2 separate regions of the Mus musculus genome follow, and region 1 is linked to region 2. Evidence: chromatin contacts called from public HiChIP or PLAC-seq data. All regions are on one chromosome and are shown on one strand. Each heading gives the region's core, a stretch centred on a gene start, on an enhancer-like site or on the middle of the called end of the contact. The rest is flanking DNA. Distances are from core to core; before and after follow the strand shown.

The links. HiChIP or PLAC-seq counts read pairs in DNA pulled down with a chosen protein or histone mark.
Region 1: a CTCF HiChIP or PLAC-seq map of CD8 T cells shows a contact between it and region 2, with 5 read pairs. The contact joins the enhancer-like site here to the promoter of Cdkl4 in region 2. A contact is called at or near these places in 1 of 15 datasets of contacts at CTCF or cohesin (CD8 T cells), 1 of 484 Hi-C or Micro-C datasets (embryonic stem cells), 3 of 115 datasets of contacts at active chromatin or transcription factors (CD8 T cells, memory CD8 T cells and pancreatic cancer cells) and 2 of 9 other capture datasets (adipose tissue and liver).

What each region holds. Positions count from the first base shown.
Region 1 is chr17:80,770,836-80,774,265 of GRCm38.p6, reverse strand. No RefSeq gene overlaps it. Among named protein-coding and RNA genes, the nearest start is that of Gm33538, 13 kb to the left of the region's middle. Within about 2 kb of position 1,850, at least 107 of the 459 cell types and tissues checked have an H3K27ac peak or open chromatin away from gene starts, as enhancers often do. A contact at or near this core is called in CD8 T cells and memory CD8 T cells, where this site is marked.
Region 2 is chr17:80,575,835-80,579,407 of GRCm38.p6, reverse strand. It overlaps Cdkl4 (cyclin-dependent kinase-like 4), which reads left to right and starts at 1,924. Exons shown (of 10, transcript NM_001360143.1): 1 at 1,924-2,076.

The DNA.
Region 1 (3,430 bases), core at 601-3,100, 190 kb before region 2:
CAAGGGTGTGTGTGCCACCAACACTTGGCATTTTTATGTGCATTGAGGTTGGTCTTGTGCTGCTATAATATTTCTTTTTACATACATGAGTTCTGGGGATCAAAGTCAAGTTCTTGTGTTTTCAAGGCAAGGTCTTCATTGACTGAGCTATGCACCACACATCCAATTCCTAGTGGTTGCCAATTACATCTCAATGGAGTAAAGCATTTTCCACAAAGAGGTTTCTCAGTAAACAGTGATGTTTCTTCAATAAATTTCTGTAATCTAAATGAAGAAACACGAGGCAAATATCCAGGTATTTCTTAAAACAATAGTTTTAATACAGAAGATAGACAGATAGATAGGTAGATAGATGGATGGATGGGTGGGTGAGTGGGTGGGTGGGGGGATGGATGGATGGATAGATGGAAGGGTGGGTGGATGGATAGATAGATAGATAGATAGATAGATAGATAGATAGATAGATAGATATCTCAGTATTGTTCACTTGAGGAGAAGAAGTCATAATCATTAAGTAATTTCCTAATGGCTCTTAGTCCATTTTCTGCTGGTATGAGAAGAAGAAAACCAACAACCTAGGTAATTTATAAAAATAGTAATTTATCTGGATCATAATTCTGAAAGCTATGATGTTCTTGAACATGATACTAGCATCCAGCAAAGGCCTTCCCACTATGTCCTTCCATGGTGGAAGGTGTTGGCTCCTCCCTTTTATAAGGGATTTTCTGCCTTCATCAAGGCCTTGATAGGACAGGGATGCTGTGATCTAGTCACCCTGAGGTCCCACCTCATTATACCATCATAATGGCAATTACATTTCAACCTATTTTGGAGGAAGGAACATTTAAATGGCAGCACAGTGACTAGAAGAAAAAAAACTAGTTGAGTCAATTACCCAATCATTCTGGTGGGAAAAGAAAGCTGCTCATGGCTGAAAGGTTTTTCATTCCTCTGTGAGTGCTGCTTAGTGCTTCAAGCTTTAATTTGTTCTAGTAACAGAGACGTGACCATTCCATTCCGCTTTGCCCAGGAACAACACGATTACCAGAGCACTTTTGTACAAACAGAACTCACTTGCAGCTAGTTATTCAAATATCCAGTGACAGCGTAATAAAAACCTAGTGCCTTCATTTAATTAAACACTCCAGTTGACTCTTCCCTGGAAGTGGTTGCCCATATTTGGAAACTGCTCTTTCACGATTTTTAAAATAGCACGTAACACCACGACAGTCACATATTAGAAGGAGCTCTCTGATCTGAAGGTGCCAGCGCAAGTGTGAAATGCATTCAGGGTGAATCCCTTTCCAGGAGGCGTCTATGTGCAGAGCTTTTTTTTTCAAGGGGTTTTCAAAACCACCACAAAGTGGCAAGTGAGGAGAAATTGCAGCAATGCAGATGGCAAACTTCAACCAACAGTGCGCCTTCCCACGGGCTGCAGCAAACTTACAAAGCAGTGAATTGAAGATTAAATCGTGAACCCTGAGCAGTATTACTTGTCCCCCCTATGATTAATGCCTGGCAGACACTGTGAGTCAGAATGTAAATACACACTAGTTTTGGTAGACCTCACAGGGTTTATACTTTGGTTAACCACAGCTGCCTCAGATCTACTACCGGAAAGATGTTTTGGAGAAATGAAACCAGACACCCGTCATGCATGTGACATTTTATTCATAATAAACAGAGCCCTCAGTGGGAAAAGACATTCTTACAATGGTCTTTGCACACTCGTTAAAAGTATACCTATAATATCTCACGCCTTCATAAGTAGAGGCCACGCAAGGATTTTCCTTTATGTGATTAACTTTAATGTATACGTTTTGGGGTGCCTTTTTTGAACTGGGTTGCCGATGTGCTATCTAGTAAAAGGGATCTCTCACATACATACCAAAGCATGTGCTATAAATGAGAGGGGCCACAGTTAGAATTAATTAACAATAGTGAAGCTCTTGCTTGTACATTTTGCCAAACATTAGCCCAAGTGATTTACTGGAATTGTTTAATTTTATTGGCAATTTCAACAGAACAGAATTCCACTGTCCCAGATTAAAAGAATTGACAGACTTGGCCAATCTAATGGTTGATAAAGAATTCAATACCCAAATGGGAAAACAATGTTTTCATAGATGTTTTTCTGGAAATTTACAAAATCGAGATTCCCCCCACCCCCCGCCCCCAAACTACCTACACACAGGAACACACAAAACACACATCGCAAGCATCGACACCCTGTAAGCAACTTAACTGTTTCATTGTCCATTTGTGCACTCTGTTTCTGACATTCCCTTTATTCCAGAAATTATTCAGCCTACCCACTCTTTTAATTAATTTTTATGTGTATGGGTATTTTGCTTTCATGTGTGTTCAGTGCCCAAGAAATCCTGGAGAGGACATCAGATCCCCCGGGCACTGGTGTTAATAAAACAGCTGTGAACTACCATGTGAGTGCTGAGAATTGAACCCAGGTCCCCTAGAAGAGCAGCCAGTGCTCTAACCACTGTGCCATGTCTCCAGCCCCCTATTTATCTCTCTTAAATGACTAGTCAGGTTGGTTTACTATCAAAGTAAGAAGTCTTTTCTGGAGCTTGGAGATAAAACCTGATGATGCCATACCCAGGAGAAGATACAGAAAAGATCCTTCTGCACTGTTTGTAAGATAGAAAATGGCCAAGTGTGGTAAAGCCAGCTTGCAACTCCAAAATTCAAAAGGCTGAGACAGGAGGATCACTTCTAGTTCACAGCCACATTGTGAGTTCAAGACCAGCCTGACCTACATGGTGAGACTCTGTCTCAAAGCACATAACAACAACAAAAAGATTGTTTAATGACAGTTTTAAAAATTCATTGACAAGCGGGTAAAGAAATTGTGGCAATTTTTAAATGTTATTAATTTAGTTGAGTTGACGCTAGTGCTCGGGAGGCAGAGACAGTGGGATTTCTGTGAGTTAGAGGCCAGTCTGGTCTACAGCCACGGCTATATAAAGAATCCCTGTCTCAAAAAACAAAATGAACAAACAGAAAAGATTTAGAGTCTCAAACAATGAAATGAAGAATGCGCTCATCTTTGTAATACTTGTCCACGGTGTTAATAACTAAGTCTAACAGCCAAAAGGTTTGAGGCAAGCAGCATGTATCTTTTCTCATTCTGCTAGCAAACTTCTCACATCTGAGGAAAACAAAGCTTACAGAAGCAACTTTCCCCCTCGCCTTCAGTTCATCCTTCAAGACAAAGCACTTCTTACGTCCTGAAAAGGTGGGTAGAGCTGAAGCACACCTGTGAAGTAGAAACTCACAGGGCTCTTCGCAATCAGTGAGACACGGTAGAACTCGAGAACTCGGCTCAGAAGGCGGCAAGTGCAAATGCAGGGACTCCATCAACCTGTGGGAAGGGGTTATAAACCAGGAACTGTTGAACACTGCGGGGACACAG
Region 2 (3,573 bases), core at 675-3,174:
CGATCTTATTCTGTCTGCTTTCTTGTTAACTGTGTCCTTACTGGTTTTGAAAGCGGCAGTTTATTACAGGCGGTTTTGGTGGATGTGTGAGTTGTGTTTTAGTAGAGACCACAAAAATAAAGGTTTTAGTCATCCTCATCATTACCAACACAGAAGGGAAAGTACGGGTGGAAAAAGGTAGCCTAAAAACCCTGAAAGGTTTTCTAACATTTGTTGGTGATCTATTGAGGGACTTTTGCAGATCAGAGGGAAGATGAAGGTAAGCAGTGCGGTCAAGCGCGGCTCTAATCCCAGCTGACGTGGAGGGTCATGAGTTCAAAGCCAGATTGGAACTGTAGAACGAAGTGTTCTCTTGTTTTTTCTGTCTCCCTTTTCCATATAGATATATACACACATATATAAAAGAACATAAACATACATGTGTGTATGTATATATATATATATATATATATATATACATACACATATATATGCACAGCACACGTAATATGTATAGAGAGAACAAACGGTATCTTGGATATGCTTTGGGGAAAGAGAAACTTACATATAGACAGCTGTAGACATCCTTGGTAGAAGAAAAGGAACTTGATATGCAGGGATGGGCTGACGGGTGATGCTATAGTTGAAATGCAAAAATGCCGCATGTTCAAGGAACGGTGATGTTAAATGCAGTAGAGCTTTGAGTGTGTGGACAAGGACCTGGCACAGAACCAAAGTGGGCCGGTGAAGAGTCTCTGTGTAGATGAGTAGCTTGGAGAAATGGGGAGCGAATGGGGAGCATTCACAACTGTGGAGACAGGAGACTCAAGTTCAGAGTCTTGGCTACGTAGCAAGTCCCAGGTCAGCCTAGGCAACATGAGATCCTATCTCACAAAAGGTGGAGAGGAGCCAGTCCTTGTGATCTTTAATCCCAGCACTTGGGAAGCAAAGGCTAGCAAATCCCTGAGTTTGAGGCCAGCCTTTTGTACATAGCAAGTTCAAGGACAACCACCAGGACTGCATAGAGACCTTGTCAGACTGGGGAGACAGTGGATAGAGATCTCCATGCAAGTGGAAAGACTTGAGTTTAAGTCCCTAGAATCCCTGTGAGCTGGATGGACTCCATCTGTAACACCAATGCTCTTGGGGCAAGATGGAGAGACAGGAGAATCTTTCCAAAAGTCACAGGCCAGCCCCCCTGTCATACACAAAAGAGGACAAAGACCCTGTCTCAAGGTGAGAAGCACGCACCACACACACACACACACACACAGAGTCCAGTAAAGATGGAATTAGGCCAACATGTTTGTATGTACATAAAGTGGACTACTGGTGCACCTGATGAGAAATGTTTTCTAGCATACAGGCAGAAATTATATAAAAATGGGTAAATGTGAATTCTGGTCTTGAATGAGTGAGGTAAATGTGCTTCCAGATTTCATTCCGTTTAAAATGTGATCCTTGAGCATATTCCTGAGGAAATGAGGAGGTGAGGTACAGGAGGAAAGGAGACACCTACTAAGAAGGGAAGATCAGACAATACATACATACATACATACATACATACATACATACATAGCATATGGTACGTGTGTGTGTGTGTGCGCGCGTGTGTGTGCGTGCGCGCGCATGCGCGCGCCTTGGAGTTCAGTTTATTCTGTGGGTAACGACTGAAATTAACATGTTTGTTAACATGTTTGTCTCGATGCCACATTCAATGATATCTGCCTTGCTTTCTTCCCCACTGGGTGACAACCCCCCCCACCCCCGCCCTACTCTGAATCTGCCCAGGGTCTCTGGAGCAGCGTCTCGCTGAGTTACAAAAATGGCGTTAATGAGCCACGGCTGACTCTAAACAGCTCAAGGAATAAGGTAAGAGCTATGGGTGATGGATGGAAGGTAACCCTGCCAGGGAACGAATCGAATAGAGAGAGCGAGCAAGTTGTGTGGAAGCTGCGCAGCCTGCGCGTCCTGGTTGCCCTGGAGACACCGCAGAGGCTCGGTCTCTCGGGAGTTCTGTGGTGGCAGCAGACTGCGCGGGCTGGGGCTCCCCGAAGCTGAACACCATTGTGTCACCGTCGCCGGAGGCTGTGCCGTGTAAGTGCAGGTTCCCTGGCGGGGGAAGGCGGAGAGCAGGGTCTGCGGGGCTCGGGAGGGCGGGGGTGAGGGGGCGCACCCGCGGAAGAACGGGCCACCCGTGGTCTCGTGGGCCGTGGGGGTGCCAGAGAGGGACAGGGACGCACCTGTGCATCTAGACACCTCTTGTGGCCTGGACGCAGGGGAAAGTGAAGGCTCAGAGGCTTGGAAATGAAGTGAGTTTTTGCCAAACTTCCAGGTCTTTTTGTCACACGCCTGAAGCGTGGGGACATAAAGAAAATGAGTTGTATAGATTGTGTAAATGACGTGGTGGGCTTAGTTTGTGAGAATCTAACGAGATCGATTTCGTTGACGGGAACACCTTCGTGCACAGGTGTGTGCTTTTAAATTGTAACTCGCAAAGACAAGTCTGAATGATCCGTAGAATCCATTTTCCGATCAAGTTTATTAAACATAATGCATGTTTGGTTTTATTGGAAACAGTTAACTACAAACTGTGGGTGGCATCCTCAGTGAGCTTCCCGGCTCTGAAACTGTCTCTGCCCCTCCACATTTCTAAAGCCAGGGATTGGTGGTGGTTGGTTTTTGGTTTCCTGGGACCTCTTAGGTTAGGGGAGTTCTTTGTCCACCCTTCCTCGCCCTCTGTCTTGATTTTGTTTGCCTTTGTATTCCTTGTACTTCTTCAGCCCCCAGGACTTAGTTTGTGAAACAGTCTTGAAAACTAACCGAGTGTTCTTTTCTCCTGTGTACTTTATTTTGTAAATCATTAATAGTGAGGAAATTCCGTAGCAACTTTCTAAGGAATTTTTTTTTTCCATTTTTTATTAGGTATTTAACTCATTTACATTTCCAATGCTATACCAAAAGTCCCCCATATCCACCCACCCCTAAGGAATTTTAAAATCCCGCTATTACACTTAAACTCAGCCCCTGTCTGTGGGTCTTAAAATCACTGGTGACCCCCAGCCTGCTTTTGTCCTTGGCCTTTGTAGATAGAACTCTATTAACTCAGGGTCAAATACTTATAAATTCTGAAGTTAAGAAGGTACACCACTTGAAGCTAAAGGTGACTGATAACTATGGCAAATATTTTCAACCCACAGCTATATTCATTTAATCTTGCCCAAACACAGTGGTAATAATAATCAACATATTCTTGCAGGTTTTGCTTTTAAAAAGAAAATTAGAAAATGAAAGTATAATAAGGCAATGCAAGCCTGGCGTGATGAATGGTGGTGTGAGGGAGGTGGGGCTGGGGTGGGCACCGTTAGAGTCAGCTGTGGAGAGAAGAGCCTGCCTTTGGGGATTGGACATTTGAGTTGGACTGTGAGAAATGGAGAAGTCTGAAATATGACCCTGAAGGGCCAGACAGCCCAGACGGAGATATAAGCAGAGGAGACGGAAGGTGTCTGGGCTCCGAGAGACAAAGTAGGACAGGTAAACGGGGCAGGGCGGGAAAGATTAAGTATATAGTTCAAAGGCTATTACTGCAGCCTT